Linked DNA regions of Mus musculus: region 1 is linked to region 2. The links are chromatin contacts, called in public promoter capture Hi-C maps. All regions are on one chromosome and are shown on one strand. Each heading gives the region's core, a stretch centred on a gene start, on an enhancer-like site or on the middle of the called end of the contact. The rest is flanking DNA. Distances are from core to core; before and after follow the strand shown.

The links. Promoter capture Hi-C pulls out the DNA fragments that hold promoters and counts their contacts.
Region 1: a promoter capture Hi-C map of second pharyngeal arch cranial neural crest shows a contact between it and region 2, with 4 times the contacts expected there. The contact joins the promoter of Tnip1 here to the promoter of Gpx3 in region 2. A contact is called at or near these places in 16 of 39 promoter capture datasets (the 3T3-L1 cell line, 3T3-L1-derived adipocytes, the C10 cell line and 11 more), 2 of 15 datasets of contacts at CTCF or cohesin (CD8 T cells and the NIH/3T3 cell line), 1 of 484 Hi-C or Micro-C datasets (bone marrow-derived macrophages), 7 of 115 datasets of contacts at active chromatin or transcription factors (the HPC-7 cell line, bone marrow-derived macrophages, embryonic stem cells and 3 more) and 3 of 9 other capture datasets (adipose tissue, liver and pancreatic islet).

What each region holds. Positions count from the first base shown.
Region 1 is chr11:54,958,404-54,964,945 of GRCm38.p6, reverse strand. Tnip1 (TNFAIP3 interacting protein 1) reads left to right here and starts at 2,006. Exons shown (of 19, transcript NM_001199275.2): 1 at 2,006-2,113.
Region 2 is chr11:54,899,295-54,905,586 of GRCm38.p6, reverse strand. It overlaps Gpx3 (glutathione peroxidase 3), which reads right to left and starts at 2,733. Exons shown (of 5, transcript NM_008161.4): 1 at 2,535-2,733. The coding sequence starts at 2,621.

The DNA of each region.
Region 1 (6,542 bases), core at 757-3,256, 60 kb before region 2:
TCTGATCATATGCCACAGCCTCCAGAACAGTGCCATCCAACAACACCCTCTGCAATGGTGCAGGGAATGGACAGACTTGTAGGCCCATGTGGTATTCAGAAACTGAAGACCAGACAGGAGAAATGACTTCTAAGTGAATTTAGTTAGGGGTTTCCTGACTCCCAGTCTAGCACTCTTTTCTACACCATACCATCTTCCTCATGGCACTGACCACTCTTCAAGGGCTCAAAGCCACATGCATAGTAGTACACACCTGTAACCTCAAGTCACATGTAGGAACAGCTGTCATCCTGGCTATACATCACAATGAAAGGTGCCTAATGCTATTAAGGAACTGAGTGTGTGTGTGTGTGTGTGTGTGTGTGTGTGTGTGTGTGTGTATGTGTGTGTGAGTGTGAGTGTGTAGGACATGTGCATATGTGTGTACATATACGTGAAGCCCAGCAGTGAACCTCAGGTGTTACTCCTTAGGTGACAACCATCTTGTTTTTTATGACAGGTTCTCTCACTGCCTCCGGCTCATCAGTTTAGCTAGACTGGCTGACCCACAGATCCCAGATATCCTGTCTCTGCCTCCCCAGCACTGGCCTGTGTGTATCTACACCAGACTTTTAAATTTGGGTGCTGGGGCTCAAAATCAGTGAGCACTTTACCCACTGAGCTATTTCCTCATTTCCTCAATTATTGCTTTTATTTAGGTTTAGTTAATTTACATTTGATCCACCATATGTGGATAATGGTCACTCAGTTGGATAGGACAGTCCTGAACTAGGGATAATCAAGAAAGCCTCTCTCACCCAGGTGGCCTCTTCCTATCTCCTCAGACATTTTTGTGGCAGGTAGTGAATGGCAGTGGGTAACTTTATATATGTAGTCAGTGGTTTACAAGGGGTGTCGACAAAGCATCTTTTGGCTTCTGGTACAGTTGCAGAAAGCAGACAGAGCAAGACTCAGTTTCCCACTTTGCAGTGGGTGTGACAGTGAGTGAGATGGGGGTCAGTGACACGTGCATGTGTGAGCAGTCATTTGTTGTGACAAAAGACTGACAAGCAGCATCTTAGAGGAGGGGTTTATGTTGGCTCCCAGTTTGAGGTGATACAGTCCACTCTGGTAGGAAGGCCTGGCAGTGTGGGAGTGGCTCTAAGCTGTGGTGGCAAGTGCATCCGGGGGCTCGCTCACATCTAGTGGATCAGGAAGAGCAGAGAAAGCAGAAAACAGTGCTTGAACAACCCTCTCCTGATCCCCACTTTTCATTCAGTCTGGAACCCCAGCCTCCCCGGACAGTGCTGTCCACATTCAAGGTGGGTCTTCCCTCTTTTGGAAAACCTCTCTGGAAAAGGCCTTACAGGCACACCCCAGGTGTATCTCCTCGAGACTTCTAAATCCAGTGAAGTTGATCATAGAGAATAACCATCACACAAAGCTCAGGAGGAAGTGGCATGCTCAGACTGCAGCTGGCAGGTTCAGAACGGGCCAAGGGTTTCCAAGTGTGGCTGGACATCCAAGTGAGACTCAGCAAGACTCAGCATCTGGGGAAGAATGAGAAACTTTTCCTCCTCTGGAGAGGATGCTTGGGAGCAGATGAGGCAGGAACAAGACAGGAGGACGTGAGCAGGATGCCTGGAGATTTCCCCAAGGCCACGCACACTGGAATCCCCCACTTTGAACAAAAGAGGAAACATATATCTCCAGGCCATCCCAGCAGGGCAGCCCAGGTGGCCTGTGTCCTTGTACCTGCCTTTGCTTGATTCCCAGCCCAGCTCAGGAGCCAGCAGGCTCTCAGCTCTTCTCCAGAGCCCCCTCCCCTTCCTGGAATCTACCACAAGTGACAGGCAGCCTGGGGAGCAACAGGTGGAGGCTGGCAAAGGGCCCTCTGCTCTGCCAGAGGCGGGATGGGGCCTCAGCTCGGCCTTGTGGGGCTGCCTGGTGGCTGGCTTCTCCATCATGGGGGAATTCCCCTCCTGCCTCAGAGTCAGCTCCGCCCAGCCCTCCTTCCTGCAGAAGCTCAGAAAGCCCAGCAACCTTCACAGGGACACAGGGAGGCATGGCCGCACTCACTGGGCACATCTTCAGATCACCTCGTGCATTCTCGGATGAGTGACCTGGGCTGAAGGTAGGTGTGACAAGGCAGATTCCAGGAGCGTCACACGGTAATGTCAAGGCCACCAGACCTTCCCAGCTGTGTGTCAGTAACTGCTTGGCCTCCTCTTCTCTGCCAGCTGGGGTCTTTTGCTCCCCAGCCTAGCTTGGTGGGCCCACCTAGGGCCTTGAATTCTGTGTCTCTGTTCTTCCCTGAGCCTCCTTTGCCCTCTGACCTCTGTCTCTCTCCCTCGTACTTGTTCTGACCAATCTTCTCTCCGAATGTCTGCAACTTTTCCAAAGGGAAGGAAAGAGAGACTTTCTCTTTTTCTGTACTATCCCTCTCTCTGAGGGGTGAAGGGGACTTTTCTCTTTCTTGTTCCCATATTTTCTTGTGTGTGAGAGGACATGTTTGCATTTGTGTCAGGCTCCCAGGAGCAGGTACATATATCGGTCCATGGGAGTGTTTATGTTTGTGGATGGTCTGGGTGTCTGTCTCTGTGTGAATGTGAATTTTGAGGGGGATGGTGTGGGATGAGCTGGGCAGTTTGGAAGTCTAAACCCAAACAAGGAAGGTTGGTGGAAACCCATCTTGCTCCCTGGGGGACACAATAGCTGTTGAGCCCCTCCTCAGCACTGGAATGAAGGAACCCCTCCCCTGTCTCCAGACTTCTTTGCTCTGAGGCCCACTGGCTCCTTCTGAGGGTGAACCTTTCACCGAGAACTTGAGGCCCTGGGAGTGGGGCCAAGGGCTGGCAGATGGTGGGGACTTCTTTTTTTGATAATAAGCAGTCCAGTTTTTCCGAAGCTGGTCAGAGGGCCAGCCTAGGGAAGTCCCTGGCTGGGGGAGGTAAGGGCCAGAGGCTGGGTCTGACTTTTGACAGTGACCTCTGGACTGCAGAATGAGGGAGGAATGTGGCGAGATTCTAGAAGACATGAGAAGGTATGGGGTAGATTGAGAGAGAAATGCTATTGGGGCCTGGTAGGGCTTCCCAGGATTGGGCAATGTTCTGGTCCTATGGGTCTGCCTCCCTTAGGGACTAATCTCTTCCCACTTCCAGGAAGATGATGAGGAGCAAGCTAGGATCCCAGTTTGGAGCCAGCTTGATACTCTGATTTGGAGTCAGGCGGGCCAGAGGGAGAGAAGCCAGAGAAGGAAAGACCCAGGACTCCTCGAGACCGTGGGAGGGGCCTGGCAGGGCCAGTGTATGAGGAGCTGGGAATTTCCCTGGTGTCATTGTCCTAGAAACCAGAGAATAACAGGCAGGTTAGGGACACAGGAGAAAGAGCCGGGGAGGAGAAAGAGGAGGACAAGGCTGGCGAGGAAGCCAGCAGCCGTGGCCAGAGGCCACCTCCTCAGACAGCTCTCAGTGAGATCCAGGCAAAGTGAGCCCCAGCAGTAGGCCTGAGATCCCCTGAGAGAGGAAGATCCACACTCCCTGCTGCCCCAGACCACAATGACCATGCTTCTTATCACTAGGGCCATTTCTCTCTGTGTGTGCCACAAACTGGCCCTGCTGTTGTCCCCATAGCCTTGCTTAGAAAGCTAGGTTACAGACCAGGAGTGAGTGTCAGGGTCAGAATCAAAGCCCAGACTTCAGGAGGTGGGAGGTGTCCTGGGAAGAGGGCAAGTTGTGAATGCAAATGCTTTCCTTCCTCTTGAGAGGATGACTGGGGGATGCAGAGATGGCTCAGGGGCTAAAGGAGCTTGTTGCTAAGTCTGACAACCCGAGTTTAATCCCTGGGACTCATGTAGTAAGAGAGACAGGACTCCTACATACAGTCCTCTGAGCTCCATTACATGTGCTGTGACATGTGCTAGGGAGACATACACACATGATACACACTTGTAATAAATAAATAAATAAATAAAAATAAATGTAAAAGATGATGCATGAACACAGAAAAAAACTGTGGCCTTCATAGCCTAGGAAGGTAGGTAGAATTAAAAATGCCTTTTTAGGCTGAGGGGAGCTGAAACTACAGACTCAGTTAATTTAGTGCCATTGTTGATGTTGTTGTTGTTTGTGTATGATTTGATGAGAAGGGGTTGCTTTGAGACAGAGTCTCATGTAGTCCAGGCTGGCTCTGGATTCTTGGTCTTGATGCTTCTGCCTCTGTAGAACTAAGATTGGGGCAGTCATCCAGTTGACATGCCATTTTTTCCTTTTCTTTCTTCTTTCTTCTGGCTGGGTCTCATGTATCCCAGGCTAGCCCCAAATCCCCTATGGAACTGAGCCTGACCTTGAGTTTCTGATCCTCTAGCCTCCACCCCTTGACTGTGGGGATTACAAATGTGTGCCATCACAGGCGGTTCTCTGAGGTACTAGGGATGGAATCCGGGTCTTGAGTAGGGTGGGCCAGCACCGTCTGTAATCGTCACCAGCACTCAAATCCCATTTCAGTCAGGGTCACATGTTTGTCATTCCTTATCTCTGTTAACCATCACCCAAATCTCCCTTTCTGATAATCACACACCCAAGAGCAGAAAGTACCTAGAATCCACACAGGGTTTTGTGTTCCGAGGTTGCCTCGGGCTGAGAGTCCAGGAAGAGATCCAGGATTGCTAAATGCTCCCACCCCCACCTCTCAGGTCCACTCTCCCCCAGCCCAGGCTCCTTATCTTCCACTCTAAGACAATAAGGCTCATACTTCTTTGATTCAAAATTCTATTTCCAGCCTGGGAATGAACCTTAGCTCAGTAGGCAGAGGGTAGCCTATCACACACAAAGCTAAGTCCCCAGGAGAGTTGAAAGGAGATGTGGGGCTACATCCCAGAACTCAGGACAGGGAGTCGTGAAAACCAGAAGTTGAATGTCTTCCTCACTAGAGAGTGATTTTGAGGCCAACCTGGGCTACATGAAACCCTGGCTCAAAAAAGTAAAGAAGGGGTGATAGAATAGCTCAGTCAGTAAAGTGGAGGACTTGAGTTTGACCTCCAGAGCCCACATAAGAAAAAGCCGATTGCAGTGATCCACACTTTAGTCCCACCCAGCACATGGGTGGAGGATTAGGGGGAGTGGAGATAGAGATGAGCGAATCTCCAGGGCTTGCTGGCACCAGCCTAGTCTAATTGGTGAGCTAAAGGTCCTAGCAAGAGACCTTGTCTCAAAATACAAGGTGGAAGGCTCCTGAGCAATGACACTCAGGTTGACCTCTGGCCCCCACACACCTGTGTGCTGCCCCACATACACATGCATACTCGAGTATACACACACACACACACACACACACACACACAGAGGCAAACAGCTGTGCTTTCCATCAGTTGGGGTGTGTATCAAAAGAGAGATGCATGGGAGCCCAGGCACTGACATCAGTATTAACCTAAAATTCAGGGTCATACCTGCCAGAAAATAACTAGACTTGCACTGGCCCTAAGAGCAGCTCCTATCCACAAACAGCAGTCATCTTTCTTCCCTCTTGTTCATATTTCAATAGCAAGTTTCATTATTTATTGTGAATAAGACTGGGGGTTTGATAATTTCTGAAGACCATTTTAAGGCTGGCATTCTGAGTTCTGTGTCCTGTTAGCTGGTGAGATGTGGTGATACGATGCATAAGAGCCTGACCTGGCTCTGTATGAACTTCTGAGAGCATCCATCTACCTGATCTTCACAGACTGGATGGGAGATGAATTGTGTAAAAGTGCAGGCCTAGCACACACTCCATGTTCTCCCTCTCCCTCTCTCTCTCTCTTTGTGTGTATTGTTCTGATTGTATGCCCATATGTGTGGGTGGATACACACGTGCCTAGAGTCCAAAAGAGGACATCATGTACCCTGATTTATCATGGCCTGCCTTCTTCCTTTGAAACAGGGTCTCTCACTGAACCTGGAGCTAGGCCAGTTAAGCCACAGCAATCCTCCTGCCTCCACCCTCCCCACCCCAACAGCACACACACAGTCACACCTGGCTTTTTATGAGTGCTGCTGTATTCACAGCAGGTCCTCTTCTGCAGCAAGGGTTCTTGCTCTCTAGTCCTTTCTCCGCCCCTTCACGTTATCTTTTAAATGCTTTACTAGCACAGCCTCCACTTCCTCCTTCTGCCACGTGACTAGACACTGTCTTTTCAAGGTATGTTTTTAGAAGTGTGCCCTTGGCTCCTCTGGAGCCTCCCTAGTAGAGGTGGTAGAGGAGGGAGTGGCAGAAAGAATGGGAGACTGTCTGCTTCAACACAAAGCAAAACAAAACCCAGGCAATGTGGCTCTCCTCCCAGGTGGGGCCTTTTTAAGGGTGCTTGTTGACACTCTAGAGGAGTTGGTGGTTGCCACCTACTTGAGTCACCCAGCTCCCAACTTGGAAACTCCCTTCCAGGCTACAGGGTGACAGAGGATGGCAGGCTAGGGCCACCTGCCTCTCACCAGATCCATGTCCCAAATCTAGGGGATGGAATCAGAGAAGGCAACGTTGCTGGGTTTAGCAGTGAGGTCTAGCGATTCGTGTAACCCACATCTGGCATT
Region 2 (6,292 bases), core at 1,484-3,983:
GTTGCTGTTTTGTTTGGCTGTGTGTCTAGCCAGTTACATGTGGAAGCCAAAGAAGAAAATCGTGAGAGTTTCTCTATTAAATTATTTCATTACATTTATTCACTTATTTGGGGGAGGATGTCACAGCATGTGGAGATCAAAGGACAGCTGGGAAGACCCAGTGAGTTCCTACATGTGGGTTCTAGGAATCAAACTCAGGTCTCAAGCTTGGTTACAAGCATCGTCACCCCAGAGCCATGTTGCTGACCCTGTCAGCTGTGCTCAGTGTTTGACTCTGCTGGTGATGAGCTCCTGAATCTGCCAGTCTCTGCCCCACCACCTCACCATTGTTGGCACGTGTGTGGCCATACCTGGCTTTTTCATGGATGCTGGGGATTTGAACTCAGATCCTCTTGCTTCCATAACAATGATTTTACTCATCGAATTGTCATCCCAACACTCAAAATGACTTTGAGAAACTACTGACAGATGAAAACAGGCTTGGGCCAGCAGGACATGGAGATTACCTGCAGCAAGGGCCAAAGGCCTGGAAGGGTCATAGTACAGAGAGGCCTTAATTGTGTGCTAGCTGCCCTAAGAAATGAATAATGGCAACTGCCATGCTTTCTATGGGAGGAGAATAGGGCTCATGCTGGGGGCCCAGGCTAGCATAGGTCGGAGGGTGGTCTTGATAAATGAGCCATAGATTATACTCACCAATTGAGTCCCCAACCCCACCCCCACCCCCAGCTTCCTTCCTCTGGGTTCATAGAATCCCATAGCCCTATTCCTCCACCAGGGAGGCCAGAGAAGAGTACTGAAAGGGAACGAGGAACAAAAGGGGTGGGGCTGGGGGGGAATACACTGAGCTAAGCTTCCTGGATGCCTAGGGCTACTACTGGTCCATGTCTTCCCTATTCCATCTTCCTACACCCATTGGTGAGATGTTGGGAGCATGACAGGTCTGAGAGGTTGGAGATGGCAGCTGGACCCAGCTGGGCCTCTGGCAGTGTGTGACCATCCCTCCCCCTTCTCAGGATTCCAGCCTGTCAACTGTAAGATGGAGTGGGATTCAGGTCCACTTAAGGCCTTTCAGCCTTGACGTCAGCCTGTGCTCCCATGATGCTCTCTGCCTTGTGCAGTCAGTCACCTAGAAACCAGTGGTTACTAGGATGCCACGTCAGCAGCTGGTAGTCCACAGCTATGCAAAGCCTTCTGCAGCTGTAACCTGGACCAGACAGAGGCTTTCCCTGTCCTTGCCCCTCCCTTTGAGTGTAGAGGACATCTTTCAGTGGCTTTATCACACTGGGTCTGCACACGTCCCCTCCCTGTTCCCTTGTTCTGAAGTTGGATCCAGGCAAGCAGTTGAATCCCAGAAGCCAGAGCTGTAATGTGTTAACTCCAAGGACCTGGGAGCTCAGATGGGCATGCCTGGGCTGTGAGGAGCCAGAAGCTTCAGCTAGTTATGAGATAAGATAACACCACACCCTAAGACTTTTCTAGACTGCTCTCTCTCTTCCCTCTGAACTCACCCATCTCTCCTTCATTCTATGGACAGCACAAGGCCAGTGTGCTTTCCTGCAGCCTCCTCAGGACAGGATTCAACCCCCAACCCAAGCAGTTCCCACACTAAAGGCACAGGGCTAGTGCCCCCGTCCACCCCCACCCCATCTCCACACCACACCCCCTAATCAATCTCTCTCTCTCTCTCTCTCTCTCTCTCTCTCTCTCGGACATACAAGATCTTAGAAGGAAGACCCTGAGGATTTTAGAAACTCAAAGCTAGAGCCTACCCAGTTTTGTGCCCACGCATGCAAGTGTGCAGGGGTGCATGGTGTGCATGGTGTGTGTGAAGTTGGGGACCACAGTCTCTTTCTTTGGGTTCATGCTTTCTGCATTCTCACCCTAGGGAAGAGGAGAGGCCTACAGAGCCCACCCAGCACAGGCCTGACCAAGAAGATAAGCATGCCGGGGCATCTGCCCTCAGGCTCGCCATTTCTATTCCAGTTCAGGGTACCACAGCTAGACTAGGAGAGATGAAGCTCCAGAAGACTTCCTGGCCTGGGTTGGCTTCTCTAGCTACAGTGTCTGCTCCATGCATGGCAGGCCAGTGAACTGTGAATAGGGAAAGCAACTGCAGGGTTCCATAGCCTTCCAGCCATCCTCTCCAGCTACGCCCTGCTGATGGAGAAACTGAGGCCCAGAAAGGGATGCGCCCCCAAATAAAAATTCTTCCTGTCACAGATCTCTGCCTCCAGCGCCCTGGGATGAGTGAAGAAACCATCGGCCCACCCTCTTCCCCGGCAATTTTTTTTCAGGATTGTGGCCACCAGCGACCCCAAGATGACAGTGGAAGAAAATGTATAAACTCGGGAAAGACTGCCCTCCTGGGTTAGTACTGCCCTCTGAAGCACGCGGGTCTGTGTTGGAAGAGCGCAGAGACCGAGGGTTACAAGTGAGGCTCTCGGTGCCTCTGGGGAAGCAGTGGCTCTCCCAGTCGCGCAGTGGACACCTGGGTGCCATGGACTCTTCTTGAGCTCCGGAGGTTCACTCACCTTAGACTTCTCTTGTCCCCGGCCCGGCGGAACAAACCCGGCCAGGAGCAGGGACAGAAGGCAGGATGCCCGGAGGATCCGGGCCATGGCGGGCTGGGGCGCGTCTTGGGGTGGCCACCGTCCGTCTGAGGTGTCCGAAGCGCTCAGCCACATTTCAAGCCATCCACTGTGGCCAATCCGCAGCCAGGCGGGGGCTTCCTAGCCAATGGCAACGCGGTTAAGATTTAAAGGGCAAGACATACCCGCCCCTTTTTCCTCCTCTCCCCAGACCGGGGCGACGGTGACACAAGCCTAGGAGGAAGAGAAGGGGGCCCGGCTGCCTGGGAAGAACAGGAGATGGGCGCGGCCAAGGTTCTAGACAACACCCAGGACACAGCTTTTTTCCCCAAGCTCTGAAAACCTAGGGCCCCGAGGACTTAACATAGAACCCGTTAGTGCAAATAATAAGCACTGTGTGAGCCAGGTGTAGAGACTCACGCCTGTAATCGCAGAATCCAAAAAGCTGAAACAGGAGGATTGCGTAGGTTCAGTGCAATCTGCAGCCTTAGCTACAGACTGAGACCCTGCGCCAACTGGGAATGTAGCTTAGTGGTACAGCACTTGACCAGCTCGCATGAGGCCATAGGTTTATTCAATCCCCAGCATCAGCAAGCTAGAGGGATCTGTGAACGTGATTTTAAATTCAGCCTTCTCGGTTAGGTTGTGGGTGACAGCTCAGGAGAGTAGGAACCAGAAAATACACCACCACCACCTTTTTTTTAAATTAGCACATAAAAATTATGTGTCTATCTCTGTGGTCTTAAACTCATTATTTCCCTTCTCTGAGCCTCAGTTTCCTCTACTATAATGATGGGATTGGTTAATGAGCTCTAAGGTCTCCCAGGCTCTGACTATGTGATTTGCTTCTAAGCAGTAGGCCTAGTCCAGGAGTCTCTTGAGTGTACACAACAGGTGTTTAAATATTTGTTGAATCAATCATTAAATCATCAGATTTGTTTGTGCTTTCATATAAGGTCAGGCCAGGCATCTCTAGATTGAGAGCTTCCAGGCTTAATCCGGTCTGCAATAGAGGTTTGGTGCATCCTGCCTTGCTACCACAGTGGGCTGGAGAGCTGTTAGGACAGTCTTGGGCTGCACATCAGAACCACTGTGTTGAGCCTCTGCCTTCAGACTCATTGCAGAAGGGATTCGAAGGCCCCTGACCCCAGTCTTGGTTGTGTGAGTCCTAGATTAGGTGGCCTTCTGAAAAGTTCCTGACTCAGAGATGCCTCGAAGTACCATGCTTTTACTATGATTCAGGGAGTTAATGTGACCCGTGGAATTTGAAATTTTCTGCACTCATAAGGCCTGGCTCTATGGTGGGGCTGGTGAGATGGCTCAGCAGGTAAAAGCCCTCACAAGGCTGTGTAATAAAAGGGCTTGCAACTGATGACTTGAGTTTAATCTCCAGAACCAAGGGTGCAAGGAAGGAACGAACTGGTTTCTGAGAGTTGACTTCTAACCTCCAGCACAACAATAATAAATAAATGGATAAACTCATTGTGTTGAAGTAGAAAGAACCTGGAGACCAGGAAGCCCTTATACCATGGAGGCATGTGACTAGCTGACACAGTAGGTTTTTAATTGATATCACTATTCTAAAACCTTAAGTTCCTGAGGCCTAGCAACCTTGCAGTCCTTTATGAAAATTCCTGCAGTAAATTTGTGGCAGATAACCTACCAGAAGACAGTCTCTGGTCCATGTTGTTCTGTTGCCCTTTTTTTCTGTATCCTCTGGGAGTGACCCACTCACAATACTCAGGCTTTGGGTTTTGAATGACTGTGTCCATGAGCAGTGCTTGGTTGCATTGGTTTTGGTTTGGTTTGGTTTGGTTTTGTCAATTTGACACAAACTGGAGTCATCTGGGAAGAAGGAGCCACAGTTGAGGATTGCCTCTATCAGACTGGCCTGTGGGAGCATTTTCTTGATTGATAATTGATGTGGAAGAATCCAGGCCACTATGGGTGGTCTTCATGTGTATAAGAAAGCAAACTGCTGCTTGGATGTAGTGGCACAGCCTTTAATCCCAGCGCTTGGGAGACAGAGGAAAAAGTAAGTACATCTCTGTGAGTTCAAGGCCAGCCTGGTCTACAAAACAAGTTCAGGGACAGCCACAGCTACACAGAAAAACCCTGTTTCAAAACAAACAAGGGAGGGGGGGAGGAAAAAGGAAAGAAAGAAAGCTTTTGCATTCTACACAGAGGAGGCATGAGTCCCAAGGATTCTGCGGTGGCTAAGGAGGCTGAGATTGTGGGTGGCAAGTTCAAGACCAATCTGAGGAGCAAGCTCCAGGTCAGGCTCTACTATACATTGCAAGACCCTCTTACAAAAACAAAACGGGGGAACAAAGAAGCTTCCCCTCAAATAACCAATAGCTTGAACTACAAAGTAAAACTTTATATAAAACAAAAATGCCTTCCTTAAATTCAACCAGGCAAAGAGATGAGCCTGAAAGCTGGTGGCATAACCTGTGACCCCATTACTTGGGGCACTGTGTGGAGGATGACAAGTTCAAGGTCAGCCTGGGTAACTTAGTGCATGGTGGCACATGCCTTTAATCCCAGCACTTGGGAGGCAGAGGCAGGCGGATTTCTGAGTTCGAGGCCAGCCTGGTCTACAAAAAAAAAAAAAAAAAAAAAAAAAAAAAGAAAGAAAGAAAGAAAGAAAGAAAGAAAAAGAAAAAGAAAGATACAATGGGGGAATGTAGCTCAGTGTGCAGAGTGCTTGCCCCACACCACTGAGCCCTGAGACCCAGCTCCAGCACCACATAAATGGCAGGAGATCATATGCTCGAGACCAGCCTGAGCCTGTCTGAAGAGGAGGAGGAGGAGGAGGAGGAGGAGGAGGAGGAGGAGGAGGAGGAGGAGGAGGAGGAGGAGGGAGGCATAAACAATTGGATTAGATGTGAAGGTTCACACCTGTAATCCCAGCACCTGGGAGGAGGCTGAAGCAGAAGAATTACTGCATGAGGCCAACCTGGTCTGCGGAGAGAGTTCCAGGACAGTCCTGTATACAGTGAGAGCCTGTCTAGAGGACAGAGACATTGAGGGGGGACAGAGACAGAGAGAGAGAGAGAGACAGGGGGGTGGGCAACCTCTGAAGCTGATCTGGTAGGTTTGTTCCTGAGAGATGATCTCCACGGGGCAGCTTCCATTTGTCCTCGGGTTAAAGTTCAAATTCTTTTCAGTGACTCAGAACCTGCCACTTCATCTTCTGGCCTCTCTTCCAGTTCTGTCTTGCTCAGATGGACAGAACGGTTTCAGGTCCCAGCCTATAGCTCAGCCTCACCTGCAGCCTTTCTCTGTTGGCTCCTATCTGCCCCACCACCCACCTCCCCTCTTTACCTAATTTCCTTCTGCCAGGTCAGGACTCTGCTAACATCACTTTCTGAGCACTGCTCAGATCCACTGGGTTTGGTTTGGTTTGGGGTTTTGGGGGTTCTCTGAGTTGTTTGTTTGTTTTTGAGATACTGTCTCACTCTATAGCCCTGACTGTCCTGGAACTCACTATGTAGTCTAGGCTGGCCTCCAACTCACAGAGATGTTCCTGTCTCTGCCTCCTGAGTGCTGGGATTAAAGTTTGTGCCACCACACCTGACCCCTGGTTTTATTAGTTCCTAGAATAGCCAATACTCTCTACCTCAACTCTAGTACACTTTTTGTTTTTGAATGTGCCCGGTCCAAATTGATAAGTGCCAAGAGTATGTAAAGTACACACT